2 separate regions of the Hordeum vulgare genome follow, and region 2 is linked to region 1. A link is a contact called in public Hi-C data. All regions are on one chromosome and are shown on one strand. The core of a region is the stretch at or near the end of the contact, and the rest is flanking DNA. Distances in the headings are between cores, read along the strand shown.

What was found. Hi-C and Micro-C count contacts between places; a contact is called where the count stands out from the background.
Region 2: a contact with region 1 is called in a Hi-C map of leaf, with 2.6 times the contacts expected there. The contact joins the enhancer-like site here to the promoter of LOC123428404 in region 1. A contact is called at or near these places in 2 of 6 Hi-C or Micro-C datasets (leaf and seedling).

What each region holds. Positions count from the first base shown.
Region 1 is chr2H:650,906,676-650,909,783 of MorexV3_pseudomolecules_assembly, reverse strand. It overlaps LOC123428404 (polyamine oxidase 5), which reads left to right and starts at 1,699. Exons shown (of 10, transcript XM_045112598.1): 1 at 1,699-2,218. The coding sequence starts at 2,185.
Region 2 is chr2H:650,942,363-650,945,466 of MorexV3_pseudomolecules_assembly, reverse strand. No RefSeq gene overlaps it. Among protein-coding and RNA genes, the nearest start is that of LOC123428404, 36 kb to the right of the region's middle. Within about 2 kb of position 1,801, at least 3 of the 3 cell types and tissues checked have open chromatin away from gene starts, as enhancers often do. A contact at or near this core is called in leaf and seedling, where this site is marked.

The sequences.
Region 1 (3,108 bases), core at 450-2,949:
AATCTTCAAAACTTGATCCCATGTCGACATGGTTCGTCAATTTTTTTTCTCGTACTTACCACATTTGTTGCATTTACTTGTCATATTAGTAAGTACTTACTTGAGTGATAAAAAATAACTTAATCGCTAAATTTTTAGAAATTGCGTATAAATATGACATCTCAACATAATCAAAGTGGCAAGCACAAACAACTTTTTTAGGCGATTACGTGCAAAAATATGACAACTCAACATATTTAAAACCGGTGACCAGAAAGTGCCTAGTCCACCACTTCTACCGTGGCTACTTAGAGCAAAATCATTATCAAAGCCTAGAGTACCAGTTAAAATTTCCACCCTCACTCTATCAATTTGAGTTTCAACAATACACATGAAGGTAGGGCAAAGTTCTTCGCGATGTCGCGAATCTCTCGAACTATCGCCGCGTTGCCCGCGCCACGACAGTTCCAGCTGATAATACTCATTGGGTCCGGCGGTGCCCTTTGACAGGGCCCGCCAAACTTTGTTTTACCGCTCCAACAATGGGTTCCTTCCCAGTTGTAGTCCCCGATTTCTCAAGTCCCTATTGGGAGGGGGGCTTTGAGGGTTTAAGCCCTGTGGCACAATAGCAAGTTGATCAGTGCTCGGGTCAAGGAGCGGCTGCTGCATGTTCTCTATGCTCGTATCTACCCTATCACCCCTTTTCCGGTTCGACTCCAACATATCTATGTCATTGTCCTCCTAGAAGTTGTCCTCGCGGACCTCCCTGTGAACCACATCCAGAGTTCGAGTAGCCAGCGCGCGCCCTCTACCTCCTTTGCGTCCACATCCCCCTCCGGGGCCATAGCCTGTCCGCATTGCCCATGAAGCTCGAAGGTCTTTAAAGAACATCACCGATCGTGAGGGAACTCCATCTCCATGTTCCTTGTATACATGGCCAAGATGCCCACACACCGCACAACAATCAGGTAGTTATTCGTACCTCACCCTGTAAATCTGCCGCTCACCATGTCTGATCATCGAGACAACATTCTTGAGTGGTTTCCGAATGTCGATCTTGACCCACACACGGTAAAAATTACCTGCAAAATCGTGAGAGGGTTTTTGAATGAAAAGCACCTCATCAACTCTACTTGCCAGAGCTCAAACCACGTGTGTGTATTTGTCAGAACATCATGAATTTGCACCCATATATCGAGTGTGTAGAGCGGGACCTTGGATGGTTGTGTGGTGCCATCATATGGAGCGAGAATGACCGCGTCTCCACGAAAGTTCCAGGGGCCTTCTTGCATCACCCGCTCCCAATCTCCCAAGGAGAAGAATTGCACTGTATAGTGGTTGTCCTCCTTGCAATCGTGGGCGAGATCCCACGCTGCTCTCATGTTCTTGAAGAACCAGAACTGACTGTAGGGTTTAGTGATATGCACCCTAGTGATAACGATCCATCTGCAGGCCACATCTCGCGGGGCCTCCTTCTCATCATAGACAACATCATCTAGATCCTCCTCCCGGAGCCCGAGCTCCGCCATCATCTTCTCCACCTCGCCAGCGCTGGACGCCTTTGCCGAGGCTGAACTGTAGTACCACACTCCACTCCACTCCACTCGTAGTATAAGCCACAGGCATCGTGCCGTCCCAGCAGCAATAACGCAACTCCACAGGCGCGCACATGCAAAAACACCACCACTCGCCTGGCTATAAAACGAACCTCCCTCGCACCAGACCCGCACCGCACCAACCAACCCGACGCAACCCGACCCGTCTCGGCCAACCGTGCACCTCCCGCACTCTCCCTCCCACCCACGCACGCACCCTCGCGCGCTCTCCTCCTCCACCACCACCTCACCCGTCCGGGCTCGGCGGCGTGGCTCCGCAGGAAGGGATCGCCGGTGCGGGCGTCACCGGTGACGGGCCGTTTTGGGTATGAGAGGGGACCTCCGCGAGGCGCCGAGCACCACCACCACCACCGCAGCATCCAGCGTCGACGTCGGCGGCCCCATGGACGGCCTCCTCGTCTTCGTCTTCTACCTCTCGCTTCCTATACGTGGCGCCCGCGACCACTCCTCCTCCCTCTCCTCTAATTGCTAGCCTCCCGCCCGGATCGATCTCTTTCCCACTCTGTCTCTGTTTCGATTCGACTCGATCCTCCTTCCCGCCGCCGCCGTCGCCGTCGCGCTGCAGCTGGGCTCGTCGGTCTGACCGAGGATGGACCAGCCGCCGAATGGCTTCGCCGCAGGAGGTGCGTGCCCGACCAAAACACTCCCCCTGTCATTTTCCCGTTTCCTTCCTCAAAAGATATTGTTTCGTGTTCAGTAATTTTCTTTCCAGTTTTGATTGATGTGTTCAGTGTTACGTCAGTGTGAAGAAACCTCTCAGCGTTTCGCACTGGGTTGATTAATTCCACTACGTAATTGTACCAGCGGTGTGGGGGTAAATATTACCAGTAGAACTAGTACTTAATTAATTGTGAAATTGATCGGGCGAAATGTAGCTGTCGTGGAAAGTGGACTGACGTCCCAATCGTGCTGCTAATCGACCCTGTCTGTGACAGTTTAGTGTCTTCTCCAGCGCTCAAAAGGGCAAAAATTATTGGACCAGAATTGTTCCTCAGATTCATTTGATGTTGATGTATAATAAGGGACCACCACTCATCTCTGGGGCCAATCATCTTAAAGACGATATTTTTTAACAAATGATGGGCCTTACTTAGTAGTATGATTGATCAGCCGAGCTAAAAAAAATTCTTATGAAACAAAGAGATATTTTTGGTGACTTAATCGCCGTATGGTAGACACATAAAAAGTGGCGTTGGTCGGTCGATGAGAATCTAGAAGAATGAATCTTACAAGCAAACCGGTGAATCGTCATAGAAACAGAGGATGTTACATGTAAAAAAAAAGAAAGGGGCTGTGATGGCGACGGGCAAGTGAAACCATGAAAGGGATGTAGAACAAGGTTCCATAAATCAGAGACCACTAAAAAGTTGAAAAAAATCAAGCACTTTTGCGTTTGCAAGAAGACAGAATGGGGGGGCAGCATTCAATGTCTATTTGCTCCTCATTCTTGTCCGCCTTCTTTTTTATAGCATATGCCTCTGCGTCGGTTAATCCATAGTGCTGCGGATCGAAT
Region 2 (3,104 bases), core at 552-3,051, 36 kb before region 1:
ACTGCATGGTCCAAATTTATATACACGTTTTGTTGGTCAGTTTTGGAGGTGCACCAATGAATTTTTACCAGCCCGATCGATCAGTGCACGATTAGCTTAACAGACGGGTGATACAAACGGAGCTGTACATCGATCTCGATCATGGCATGCAAACAAAAAAAAGGGGGGCCATTGGACTTTATATAAAATCAAAAAAGCAATAACGATCGATCGATGGTGCTGTGGATCTATGGCGTCACATCAGCAGATTGCGCTCCATGGCGTCACGCCAACAACAGAATCGACAGTAAACTAGTCCTCTCACCTAAACAACGAATGGGATGTAATTCGGTAACCAATCCTTTTTGTATAGCAGCCAATTTGTCGTACTATTATTAGTGTTAGAGCACCTCTAACATATCACGTATAATGTCAATTCGTAAAATATGTTTATAGTTCGTTGCAGAGCAGATTTGCAAAACGAATTCATGCGTTGAAGATCAAACCCAATATATGAAACTGTAAAATTAAAAAAAAAAACATTCACGAGATAAGCTTGCGAAGACATTCATCATATATATCATAGATAGGTCTTCATCAAACTACATCACAGTACTACATAAGAGAGGGATCTGCGGGCCGTGTAACGTACCCAAGCCTAGGCTATCAAAAACGAAGGATGCACGTCGATGACATGACGGAGCCGTAGAAGCTCAGTCCTCGTCAGAGTCAAGATCGATCCAGACCTTGGCATGTTCGTCCTTCATGACGCGCATATCCCTCTCCTTGGACGCATGTGCCTACGACGCGGCGAAGCCCTGTTCGAAGATCTCCTCGATCTCGAGCTCGCAGCGGATGCGCGCGTCGGCCTCCTTCACCTTCCTCACCGAGCGCTTCATGATGGAGTGCACGAGGTGGTCCTCTTGCCCCCGGGGGAGGTAGTCTTCAAGGTCGATGACGCCTCGACACGACGGGTCCGCGTCGGCCTCGAGCTTGACGACGAGCAGCCCGAGATCATTCGGTTTCTCTTGACTGGAGTGATCCGCCACGAGCTCGAGGTGCCCGCGGACGAGCTCACAGCGGCACAGGAGCCGGAGGAGACATGGCGTCGGACCGCGAGCTCGCGGCGGGCAGCTACCATAGTTGAGCCATCTCCGCGCATCACGCTTGCATGCGGCATCGGAGATGCGGCGGTGGCGGTGCTCCGCGTCATCTCCACCATTTCCGTGTCCGTCCATGAGGCGCTAGGGTTTTTTGGGTTCGGCGGCGGTGACAAATTAGCTGGAGTGGGAGAGGAATCGCGGCGGAGTGGCGGTGGAGGCGGATATGATTTGACCCATATCCGAGCGGTGTGGAGGGGGCCTTTTTCCGGACCACGGTAAAAAAATTACGGGCTGGATCCACGATACGGTGTTTGTCATGGCAAGAAAAAACGGACCAAACTTATATACTCGTCGAAATTATGCAGATTGAAATTCAGCATTTTTATGGTGTGTGGTAGAGATGCTCTTAGTTTTGAAACTAATACCAGTCTTTTTATTGAGCAATCCATGTCTATATACGCATCAATAAAAGTGGTGACGTAGATCTTTGTGCCTCGAAATTCAGTTCCGTTCAAAGGCCATTGTTCCAAACACGTACGCCCTCATCTTTCTCTTCGGCTTAGCCGAGGCGGAATAAACTCACCATTCATTCGCCGTGGCCAGCTCAATCAGGACGTCGTCCCCCGTATAAAGAAATCGTGGCCCCGCCTCGCAGTGTTGTGTACAGTGAGCCAGCGACTGCACTGCCTGCAGGTGACTGGCTCGACGACATCACTGCCTGGGACTGGCTCGACGACAGCACTGCCTGCAGGCGACTGGCTCGACAGCACTAGTTGCTCGGGCCCAGGCCCTGGACCTTTGGTCATGTCTTTTGCACTAGTTTGACTGCACAATTCTGTCCCTGGTGTGTGGCTAGTATAAAAACCGGATTGAACCGGAAAAAATCGAAACCGACAGTCTAATCGAGTTTTTAAGCTAATAATACCATTCTACAATAGGACCAGAGAAAACCAGTCAAACCGGCCGGTTTTCTAAAAACCTGTGAAAAACCGAGTAATTAAATCAGAAAAAACAGAAAAATATTTTAATAGAAATTGGAAAAAGTAAGATTCAATCCCACGTCGTGTGAGCAATACGCGAGGCCTGCCCACGACATTATATCCAACTAGGTTATGCTATTTTGTTGTCCACTACATAAAAATAATTTTATCTGACCATTATTTCATATTCCCTTCGTCCCAAATTTTTTATCTTAGATTTGTCTAAATATGAATGTATGGACTCACGTTTTAGTATCTAGATACATTCATTTCTAGACAAACCTAAGACAAAAAAATTAAGACGAATGAAGTACTATATTAACGCATATATTATTTAACATTTATTTTATTGCTTAAAAAACTTATAATCAAATCGATAAACCGATGGTCCGACAGATAAGAATCTGAACCGATAATCTTTTGGTTCAGTTTTTTAAACTATGGGTGCGCCAAGATATTTTGCGTGGTATGGCTGCGGTGGGTTGACGGCGAGGGGGAGCGGGAATCTGCAGGACAGAGCAAAGAGACAACCGACCCAGCTTCCGGCTGCCGCAGGGCTCTCCCCTCTCTCAACTCTACTCTATAATTGGGTCCGCCACTCAACATGGCAAATTGGCACCATCACGTGCTAACTTTCCCAGCATTTGGCTCCACTAACAGACTGGTTTCGGTCGAGATATGCTAGTATACAGTTCACATATACTACCTGTACCAGACCTGAGAGCATGTAGCTGGTGGCTGATGGACGGCCGAAATCACGCATGTGGACTGGTATGCTTGGTCGCGTCCACCATTCGTCACTCATAGCATAGGATATGTCCTGACGGGTAGCCGATTCAACACGTCACTTTGTAGATCGATTGATGATCCATAAAGAATGAGCGTTGGTTGCTTGGTTGGTTGGTTGGTAGACTCCTCGCCGGGTAGACTTGTGGAAAAGCGTCTACTGCATTTCCGCTACTATCTCTTCTTTCTCGCTTGGATTCTAGTAGCACTACTCTAGCAAAAATGCTAGACCTACTAAATCTTACTTATGTTTACT